2 separate regions of the Mus musculus genome follow, and region 2 is linked to region 1. A link is a contact called in public Hi-C data. All regions are on one chromosome and are shown on one strand. Each heading gives the region's core, a stretch centred on a gene start, on an enhancer-like site or on the middle of the called end of the contact. The rest is flanking DNA. Distances are from core to core; before and after follow the strand shown. Region 1 holds the start of Hspd1 (heat shock protein 1 (chaperonin)). Region 2 holds the start of Orc2 (origin recognition complex, subunit 2).

Region 1 (4,851 bases), core at 274-2,773:
GCTATATACTTTGAGGTATTATTAGACTTAAGTTGTACTTTCCCCTCTATACCCTCTAACTACTGGGACGAGATCCAAAATTTAATGCAAGCATGCACAAAATCATGACTATAGTTTGAAAATCCTCCTTGAGATATTACTACTCTATTACATCACAATGTACAAAAGTCCCCCAAATCGCCTGGAGCAGTAGTAAGGACACCATGGTGGTAGAATGACCAATAGACCTCCTGACTAAATAACACCTCTAGACCACTAAGTTGTACCACATGCAAATTAGATTTTTCACAAAACTTGATAACAAATTGCTGTCTTGCAGCTACTATATTCTTTAACACCATTTAAGTATACTGGTACCTTTGGCCCCATTGTAACAGCTACAGCATCTGCTAAAAGGTCTACACCTTGAAGCATTAAGGCTCGAGCGTCCGCACCAAATTTTACATCTTTGGCATAGGCCCGAGTGAGATGAGGAGCCAGTGCCCGGGACACTGGTCTCATCTGGCGAAGGACTGTGGGTAGTCGAAGCATTTCTGGGGAAGGAAAAAAGAAAAATCACTACAAACTTGTCCAACGGTGCTTCAAAACATGGGAGGCTAGATTGGAGCTGGGCTGTCCTCTGCTAACCACCATGCCTGGGCGCTGCAGATTCAGGGCATAATCTGCTAGCCAACTGATCATGGAGGCTGACCCCAAGCCTGACCAACAGCATAAGCACAAAGCACAGAAAACCACATCCCCATGGCCACCCACTCTGCCCTCTCAAGTTAATCTTTCACTGCCAAAGCGGCCTTGGGAGCAGATCCACTCCGAAAAGTGTCCAAAGGAAAAAAATCAAGTTGGTGCAAGCAAGGCAGGTTCTAAATGCAATTGCCTAGAGAACTACAGAAGTACTCATGACGGTGCAAAACCCTCTGAGTGTGTCGCCAGGTATCCACCCGAAGCTACGGTAACACAGCAGCTAGCAAGGCCGGAGGAAAAGACAGTAGGTCAGTCCAGCCTCGCGGCCCCACGTGTCTTCCCGACCAGGAGCCCCGAGCAAGGTCAAAGTGAACACCGGACCGCCGCGGCCACCGGGGACTAAAGGACCCCGACCACCCTCCCACAGAGTCCTGCAGTGCGCCAGGCGCAGGTGGCACCAGAGGGCCCAAGTTGCTTCCACCCTAGCCCGCCCTTGCTCCGGCGCTCGGCCTGGATCGCGTGGTCCCCGCCACACGTGATGAAACCAGCGTGGCCCCGCTGGGCCTGGACAAGTGAGCCGAGCCTGCGGCGTCGCTGCCAGACTTCTCCCCCTAGTCCTCCGTGCTCGGTCCGCGCTGCAAGCAGCCCCCCGCGAGCGCCGGGGCGCCCTGCACGCCGAGGCCGCGTACCTGCGGGGCGGCGGCAGGAGAGCACGAGGCGAGGCAGGCCGTCTGCGGCGAGTGAGGGACCCAGCTCTGGGCGCGCACCGCAATGAGCCCGAGTCCCCTCCCTCCCCGCCCCGCCCCGCGGCCCCGCGTGTGCGCGCGCGCGCCCCCCGCTCTCTCCCACGCCGGGGCCCTGCAATCTGCATGCGGCGCGCGCGGCCCCGCCCTCCGTACCAGAGCCGCCTCAGCTCTGCGGCCTCAGCCCTCTCCCGCCGCCCTACGCTGGTTCCTGGGCCACGGTCCGTTCTAGAACCTTCCGGAAGGCCCCGCGCGTCCCGTGGGTGAAAGGTCAAGTGGCGTCATTTCCGGGAGGGGGGCTCGTTCTTTCACCTCGGCGGCCGGCCTGGAAAAGCCTAGAAAGTGCTCCCCTTTTCTTCCGCCTCCGGCCGCCCGCGTCGGCCCCCTTGCGCGGAGCCCTCGCCACCAATCGGCGCGCGCGTCGGCGTGGCCGCCCCCTCTCACGCTCGGGGGGCTGAGTGCGCCTGCGCGCTGCGCGGCCTTTTCACGTGTCCCAGCCGGCCAGCAGGACTCTCCTTGCAGCAGCGGCCCGAGTTCAGAGTCCGGAGCTGCGGTGGTGGCGGCGAAGGCGAGAGTCATGGTGAGTGTCTCGTGGTTGGCAGGCCTGCGGGTCCAGTTCGGCCTGCGGCCCACGGCGAACCCTTGTGCGCTTTGGGACTAATAGGACAGGGGTCCGGGGTCTGGTCAGTGTCCGGTGTCCGCCCATGGCTCTGCAGAAGCGAGGCCATTTCTCTCTCCACCATGGCTTTGCCGCACGCACGTGTGCGACAAAGCGTCTGGGGCAGGGGGCGGGAACCCGATGCACACGCAGAAGCCCACCTGCCCTGGCAGGGCTTCAGTGGATGTGTCCTATGTTGGAGAAAGACTAAGATCCAGGCTCGAAAAGTGACGCCACTCCCCCGTTATTCGAATTTTTAAAAAAATTAAAGAAATGTTTGACCTTGGAATAGATCAAGGTGGCGATTGCTGATTAGTAATGAAGACCCCCCCCCACCACCACCACCACACACACACACACACCAGACAGGGAAATGAAACTCAGTTTGTCCTATATAGAGTGGAACACTGAGTATATTCTAAAAGTACACTTGAATTTTCTTGTCCTTTTTGGAACAGGTCAGTTTTGACCTGTTGAGAGTTAAGGCTTGCGGTGGTCTTAACTGTTCGTGTTCTGACACTTCGAACTTACACTCTGTTTGATCACATTTCTCTCCACAGGCTGGACAAGCTTTTAGGAAGTTTCTTCCGCTCTTTGACAGAGTATTGGTTGAAAGGAGTGCTGCCGAAACTGTAACCAAAGGTGGCATTATGCTTCCAGAAAAGTCTCAAGGAAAAGTGTTGCAAGCAACGGTCGTGGCTGTGGGGTCAGGAGGGAAAGGAAAGGTAAACTGGTGCCCCTGGAGTGGTACTGAATTCCAGTGTGATGTGGAAGGAGGGGAATTCCTTTGGTAATTAAAAAAATGAATTACAATGGCATTTTTGGGGGGAAGAATTTCAAGTCAAATTTCAATTCACAAAGAACCTCCCATTCAGGAAAATGACTGTTTTATATTGTTTTAGAATTATTTTATGTTTCTGAAGAAAGGCAAAAGGTATTTGTGTGACGTGTTTGCACATGTCTATATGCTGTGTAGCAGGGGCATCTCCACCTTACTCCTTTGGGGTAAAGTGTTGACTAGTCTGGTTTCTGGGCCTCAACATGTTGCGGGTTACAGCCTTTTTACTCTAGTTTTAGGATCCTGGTTTGGGCTCCCCTACTTTCATAGCAAGTCTACTTACCTGTTTACCCACTGAGCTAACTCTGCAGTGCCCCAAGCTCTAGAGGCTGAAAAGTGCCTGCCTTGATGGTGGCTCATGCCTGTGGCCCAGGTTCTTTGGAGCCTAAGGCAGGTGGACTGTAGAATCTTTTTAGGCCAGCAGGAGGTACAGGATGAGACCATGTCCCAAAAAAGTAAAACAAAATCTTACAATATGAAATAACCTCTGTAGCTATTTTATATCCTGTTCTTCAAATTTTAAATAGACAAAAAGATCGCGCAAGTAGATAAACCCCCACGGCCATTTCAGAGCTGAAGGAGGTATTTATTAATAAGGCACAGAACTAATTCTAAGCACAGGTTGGGAGAAGGGTATAGTGCTGAGGTAGAAGGATCCGGAATTGATGGCCTGTCAATTTTGATATAGACCCTGTCTCCCTCTCCCTTCCCCAAAAAGAAAGGGTGAAGTGGCAGGGGTGGGGGAGCCCAGACACTGAAATAGTTTTAATCTTACACCATTGAGTTTTAGTTGGCATGAGACTTGAGAAGGGAGGTGGAACTACTGTGGGTGTTCTTTACTTAACTAAATCGCGAGAGTATTAGGGGGAGTAGACATTCCACTTCAGTCTCTTGATAGATAACAAGGGCATTCAGTCAGTAAATGTATATTAAACGGAGAAAGGTAATGCCGAATTTTTGTTGAAAGGAATCATACATGATCATTTACCGTCTGGTGGTACAAGCTGCTTTATTTTACTTGGTCTACAGGGTGTGTTAATATTTAACAGTAGAAAGTTAGCCAGCCTTAGTTGTCCACTGAAATGAAGTTTTAGTGAGTGTCTCCTTCATATTGTAACTATGCAATTCTTATATTGTAGGGATCTATATTTAATGTAAATTATATTGCTTAACCACTAATTAGGTACCTAAGAACATACTGGTTTGGGCACATTTCATTAATTTAGTGATTTAAAAGTTACAGAGTTTAATGTGACTGGTTAATGCCTATAATACAAACCTGAGGCAGGAGGCCCCTGGTGTGCATACTGAAACAAAAAGTTCACTGTGTGTCTAATGAACAAGACAAGCAGACTCTTGGCTAACAAGTGACTGTTTTCATCAGAGTGGAGAGATTGAGCCTGTCAGTGTGAAAGTTGGAGATAAAGTTCTTCTCCCAGAATATGGAGGCACCAAAGTAGTTCTAGATGACAAGGTAAGTCAAGCTAAGAATTTTTATTTTATCTATTTTTTTTTTAATTTCGGGGGAGGGGGTGGTTCAAGACTGGGTTTCTCTGTGTAGCCTTGGCTGTCCTGGAACTCACTCTGTAAACCAGGCTGGCCCCGAACTCAGAAATCCACCTGCCTCTGCCTCCCAAGTGCTGGGATTAAGGTGTGTGCCACCACTGCCCGGCAAAGCTAATAATTTAAAATGAGTTATATTTGCTATGACTATCTTAACCAATAGTCTCTTTATTCACAGGATTATTTCTTATTTAGAGATAGTGACATTCTTGGAAAGTATGTCGACTGAAATCACTGTTGAAATGGTGTCACGTGAAGCTGCCATTCCACTGATGTCTGAACTATTTCATCATGTAAATAATTTCCATGCCTCCCTTTTATAATAAACAGATGATGCCTAAACTGACAGCCATTGTCTCTGACCTTTA
Region 2 (5,224 bases), core at 852-3,351, 3.4 Mb after region 1:
GGGTCTCTCAATAGCCATGGACTTGTAGACTAGGCTGGTTGACCAGCAAGCCCTGGGAACCGCCTGTCTCTGCCTCCCTAAGACGGCAAGCTCCCTGCCACCATTTTTTTTTTTAAATGTAGGTTCTAGGGATTGAACTCAGGTTCTCATGCTTGCAAGGCAAGCACTTTACCAACTGAGCCATCTCTCTAATACCTGTTACATTTTCTTTTACTTTGTGTGTGTGTGTGTGTGTGTGTGTGTAACAATTATCTCATGAGTCCCAGACTGGTCTCCAACCATGTAGCCAAAGATAACTTTGAACTTCTGATTATGCCCCCACCTCCCATGTGCTAGATAGGTTACAGGCCTGTATCACTATCATTAGCATATGCAGTGCTGGGGTGGAGCTGTGGGCTTCCAGTGTGCTAAACCAAGCACTTCATCAACTGTATTACACCCCTAGTCCCTTAGTTTACTATTGTGAAGGTCTTACTTTATAATACAAGCCAGCTTTGAACTCATGACTTAGCAGCCTCAGTTTTAAGAGTAGTGGGATCATAGCTATGCCCCATTCCCAGATCTAGTATTTTAATCACTAGGTGAGCAGCCCTATATAGTCAAGGATAGCCACGAATCCTTGTTGTAAACGTGCTTAAACATTATGAGTGGTTTTTGCAAAATTTTCTGTAACTGTATTGTGATATTCTCAGCCACGAACTTTGTAAATGACAGCAACAAGGTATCCAAATGTCAAAAAGGCAGGGTATGCCTGTTCAGCCTCAAATGCATTTATACAACATCTCCGATTTTTAAGATATTTTATGTAATACAAACAAAATCACCTCAACTGAAATTCCTACCAAGACCTCCTAAGAGAATGTCCCCTTCTTTTCTGCAATTCCTCAGAAAAACACTACCTAACAGATACACAAGAAAACTGCAATCTGGGAGGCTGACTAGACAGCTCAGTGGCTAAAAGCACGTGTCCTGCAAGCGTCAGAATGGGAACTGAGATCCTTGTAGTCATTTAAAAGTTGAGGAGCACTCAGAACTGGGGAGGAGGAGAATGGGGTTCCCCGAGGCAAGCTGGTTAACCAACAAGGACCCGGTTAGAGTAAGACCCCGCCTCAGTTAAGAACGATCCAAAAAGACATCTAAAATTAACACACACTACCGGCACATATGCACCAACATCCACATGAATGCACATGCCCATAATCAACCAATGAAATGCAGATATCCACAGGGAGCATCTATAACGGATAGTGATTATCTGTAGGGCTAAAGGGTCAATTCTCTTCACAGTCAACTAACTACAAGGCAGCACCAAGTGTTGGCAGCCATGCACTTTCCTCTGGGAGTAAACACATTTTTCAAACCAAGCACTGCCCCAAGGAGACCTTTAGGGACACCCGGCCGGGACAACAGAACAGACTTCAGCAGTCGTTCCATCCCGCGATCCCTTGAGCTACATCCCTCCGAGTTCCTTCTCCTCTGGCAGAACACTGCCATTTTTGTTACAGTTCCTTTTCATTCTCTTCTCAAATAAAGGGCCGGGTTAGCCGGAAAGCAGGCACGGTCCGTGCAGGAGACTTCTCGCCACAGGACAGCCTTGGCTTTCGCAGACAGCGCCTCTCACCCAGGGGGGCTGCTCCCCAGCATCCTCCAGCCTGCGCCCGGCGGCCTCGTCATCTCCCGCCATGGTGGGCGAGCGGCAAGGCCACGGGTGTCGGGGGAAGCGCGCAGTGAGCCGCGGCTGCAGCAGGGCGCACTGGGACTCACCTCTCGAGTCCGAGCCGGCGGGAGGGAGAACGGCCGCGAGGCTCACTTGAGCCGCCAGCCAGGACTCCCGCCGCCGCGGAACACCCCAGAACGGCCCGGGGAGGCCAGCGTCTAGGGAAAGAGTCGACCGGTCCAAGCCGAACCTGCGCGCCCAGCAGGGCAAGGGAGCTGCGCGCAGCACACTGAATCCCCGGCCGCCGGTGGGCGGTGCCCTAAGAAACCAATGGGGAGCCGAGCCGCCCAGAGCGACGGCGCCGCAAGCCCGTTGACTCGGGCCATAGGCCCTCGCTCAGTCGGAAAACAGATCCCCCAACCAATAGTGGGTTCCCGGGCTTTCCTCATCTCTTCAGTTTCCGTTTCCGGGGGAAGGGACCGTGCGCGGAGCACGCCGGATCTCTGGAGAGACAAGTGTGTGCTAGCTGTCTGGAAGTTAAGGGCAGCGTCCCCGGTTGTACGGTTGGTTGGTGTTTTATGTCAATCTTAATATTGTTAGTCTAGCTGCTCTGAGGAAAAAAAAAAAAAAAAAAAAAAGATAATGAAGATGGATTCGCTTGAGGAACAGCGAATACCTGCTCGCATATGATGCAAAGGGATCTCAAGGGTTTGAGGGAGGGCGGAGCCAGAGCATGAACAAGAAAATAGGACCATACAACTAATGAAATAAAGACACGAAAAGGGGGCTTATACAGAGGAAATGAGAAGGAAAACGAGTGAATCTGGCTGGGATACATGAAAATATTTGTTTACTAACAGGACTACGTCATTTGGATTCGCTTATTCCGAACTTATCATACTTAGAACCAACAGTAAGAATACAATACTCAAGTAGAGGCACCTCTGAATAACTGAGCTTCTGGGTAATTGAACGAGAAGAAACTGAACATACAGTCTTGGGGAAAGTGCTAGAATAAGGCAGCTGAATACTTACTCATTCTTGCCAATGGATATAAACACACTGGCTATAAATGTGATGCCTAGAGAGCACAAATCCCAAAGTTCCAACCTTTGTATCATTTCATTGAGCTCTGAAAATCAAGCTCACAACTTGGGTTTGGTTCACTATCTTAACACCACCTTGTGGTTAGGTTTTTGTTTTTAACCATATCAAGGACCGTCCGGGGCTAGGCTGGTAACTGGGCTTCCAGGTGACCTGCCGGTGGTTTGCTTCTAGGTCTCATCAGAGCTACCTGGTGGCAAACTTCTATTGCACATGCATTGCGTTATTTCAAGTCATACAAAATGGTTTCCAAGTTACAGAGAATGATTTTTAAGTTATGTTCCTAACAGCAGGGCACAGGATTATATAATTATAAGACCAGAAGGAATCAGGAACACTTTCCTTAAAGGAAGAGATATGAAAACTAAGGCCTGAATTGATTTGAATTTTCTAGGAAGAAAAGCAAAATGAAAATAGATGAATAAAGTGTCAAAGTGTCAGATATTATGAATTACAAGTTGGTACTTAAGGGACTGGCCACATTTGTATTGAAAGATTATCTGTGGAATATAATAGTGGGAAGGAAGAAATGGAGTCAGACTTTTTGGGAGCTGTTTAGAACAGTGGTTCTCAATCTTCTAATGCTGGACCCTTTAACACTTCCTCATGTTGTGGTAACCCCTGATCATAACGTTTTTGTTTGTTTCTTTTTGCTACTTCATAACTGTAATTTTACTACTGTTATGAATCATAAATGTAAATATTTCTGGAGATAGGGGTTAGCCAAAGGGGTTATACTTCACAGGTTGAGAACCACTGGTTTAAAGATTCCAATTGAGAAATGTGAGGATACTTTACATACATCCGTATTTCACTTTTGTTGGACAAATTATTTAATCCGGACCCAAATTACTACCCACCTTTGATCATTTAGTTTCCGGATAAAACATACACACAACCTTTATAAACCTTAAACAGCACAAGAGCTGGGCAGATACCTACCCTCTATGCTATTAGAATCTATTTTCCTATAGATAACCCAAGTTATTACTTACTATGTTTCATCAATAGGAGGGAATTCATGCCAGGTACTGTTGAAGGGCCACAACTTGACAAGACAGACTCCATCTTGTAACCAGACCTCCATTTTATACACTAGGCCCTGTTCTCGGTTAAACTCTAATTTATTAAAAAACAAACAAACAAACAAACAAACAAAAAAACAGCTGGGTATGGTGGTGCACACCTTTGATCCCAGCACTCGGGAGGCAGAGGCAGGCGGATTTCTGAGTTCGAGGCCAGCCTGGTCTACAAAGTGAGTTCCAGGACAGCCAGGGCTAAACAGAGAAACCCTGTCTTGAAAAACAAAAAACAAAACAAAACAAAAAACAAACAAAAAACCCCCCAAAAAACAAAAAAAAAACAAAAACATACAAACAAATAAAAAACCTTTCCAGGAAGGAACCACCCTAGACATGATCCACCAGCAAGAAAATACCTAACGCTCTATATCTGTGTAGATAGATATAGATAAAACTGCTTAAGCCAACTGAAATCATTGTTAGACAGTCATATAACTGCTAAGTTGATAAGTTCCTCACCTTGCTGTAACTGAAATAAAAATGTTAAACCTTAGGTGCTTGAGGCCTTCTTTGCTACCTCACATTGATAGAGGAGCCAGAAGGTCCAAGCTTGAGTTTGAATAAAGACTCTTTGCTTTTGCATATGAGTTTTATTCCTGGTGGTCTTTGGGGACCCTTGGATCGGGGCATAACATTTGGGGGCTTGTCCGGGATTCCCATCCCCCCAGGACTCCTTGAACTGTTGAGTCAAAACCTGACTGGTAGGTGTCTGAATGTTTGTCCTCTGTCTTGGTGTCTTGGCTCTCTACCCTTGATATGAGTAGCCTGTAGGCAGTCTAGATGGACTCGTTGGATGACCCCAGGGCCAAGGGACTTGGGAGATGCCCCGGACCCACATGGAGGGAATTGGATCCCCCTCATAGACTTGAGATGAATTGGGTTGCTCCTACAACACTGTATAAGGCTGTTGTCTCACTTACATTTTTGCCTCCAATCACCAGGAGGACTGAGTGCCTTATTGTCTTTCATTCTTCTGTTTGCTCTCTGTGACTGATGCCATGGGACAGGCTCAGACCACACCTTTAACTTTGTTCTTAGACCATTTCAAGGACTATAAAATTATGGCTAGAAGTCTAGGCTTAGTTGTTAAGGACAGACTAATCACTTTTTGCATGAATGAATGGCCAATTTTCAATGTTGGCTGGCCCCTAGAGGGAACTTGGCACATGCTCATGATTTTTAGGACCAAGGAAATTATTTTTGATGACCAAGTCATCTACATCATCGCCAGCAGGATGTGGTCCAGGAGCCACCAGAATGGTTCAAATCACTGCTGCTGCCACAGCAGCTCTCTTAGTCAGGGTTTCTATTCCCGCACAAACATGACCAAGAAGCAAGTTGGGGAGGAAAGGGTTTATTCAGCTACACTTTCCACACCCAC

The links. A called contact is a pair of places that touch in the nucleus more often than the background predicts.
Region 2: a Hi-C map of B cells shows a contact between it and region 1, with 6 read pairs. The contact joins the promoter of Orc2 here to the promoter of Hspd1 in region 1. A contact is called at or near these places in 2 of 39 promoter capture datasets (cranial neural crest and maxillary cranial neural crest) and 1 of 484 Hi-C or Micro-C datasets (B cells).

The regions. Positions count from the first base shown.
Region 1 is chr1:55,086,409-55,091,259 of GRCm38.p6, forward strand. It overlaps Hspd1 (heat shock protein 1 (chaperonin)), which reads right to left and starts at 1,524. Exons shown (of 12, transcript NM_010477.4): 1 at 1,371-1,524; 2 at 358-533. The coding sequence starts at 531. It overlaps Hspe1 (heat shock protein 1 (chaperonin 10)), which reads left to right and starts at 1,740. Exons shown (of 4, transcript NM_008303.4): 1 at 1,740-2,004; 2 at 2,643-2,807; 3 at 4,305-4,394; 4 at 4,662-4,851. The coding sequence starts at 2,002. The coding sequence ends at 4,712.
Region 2 is chr1:58,503,008-58,508,231 of GRCm38.p6, forward strand. It overlaps Orc2 (origin recognition complex, subunit 2), which reads right to left and starts at 2,102. Exons shown (of 18, transcript NM_008765.3): 1 at 1,765-2,102. Gm15834 (a long non-coding RNA gene) reads left to right here and starts at 2,109. Exons shown (of 4, transcript XR_865442.3): 1 at 2,109-5,224.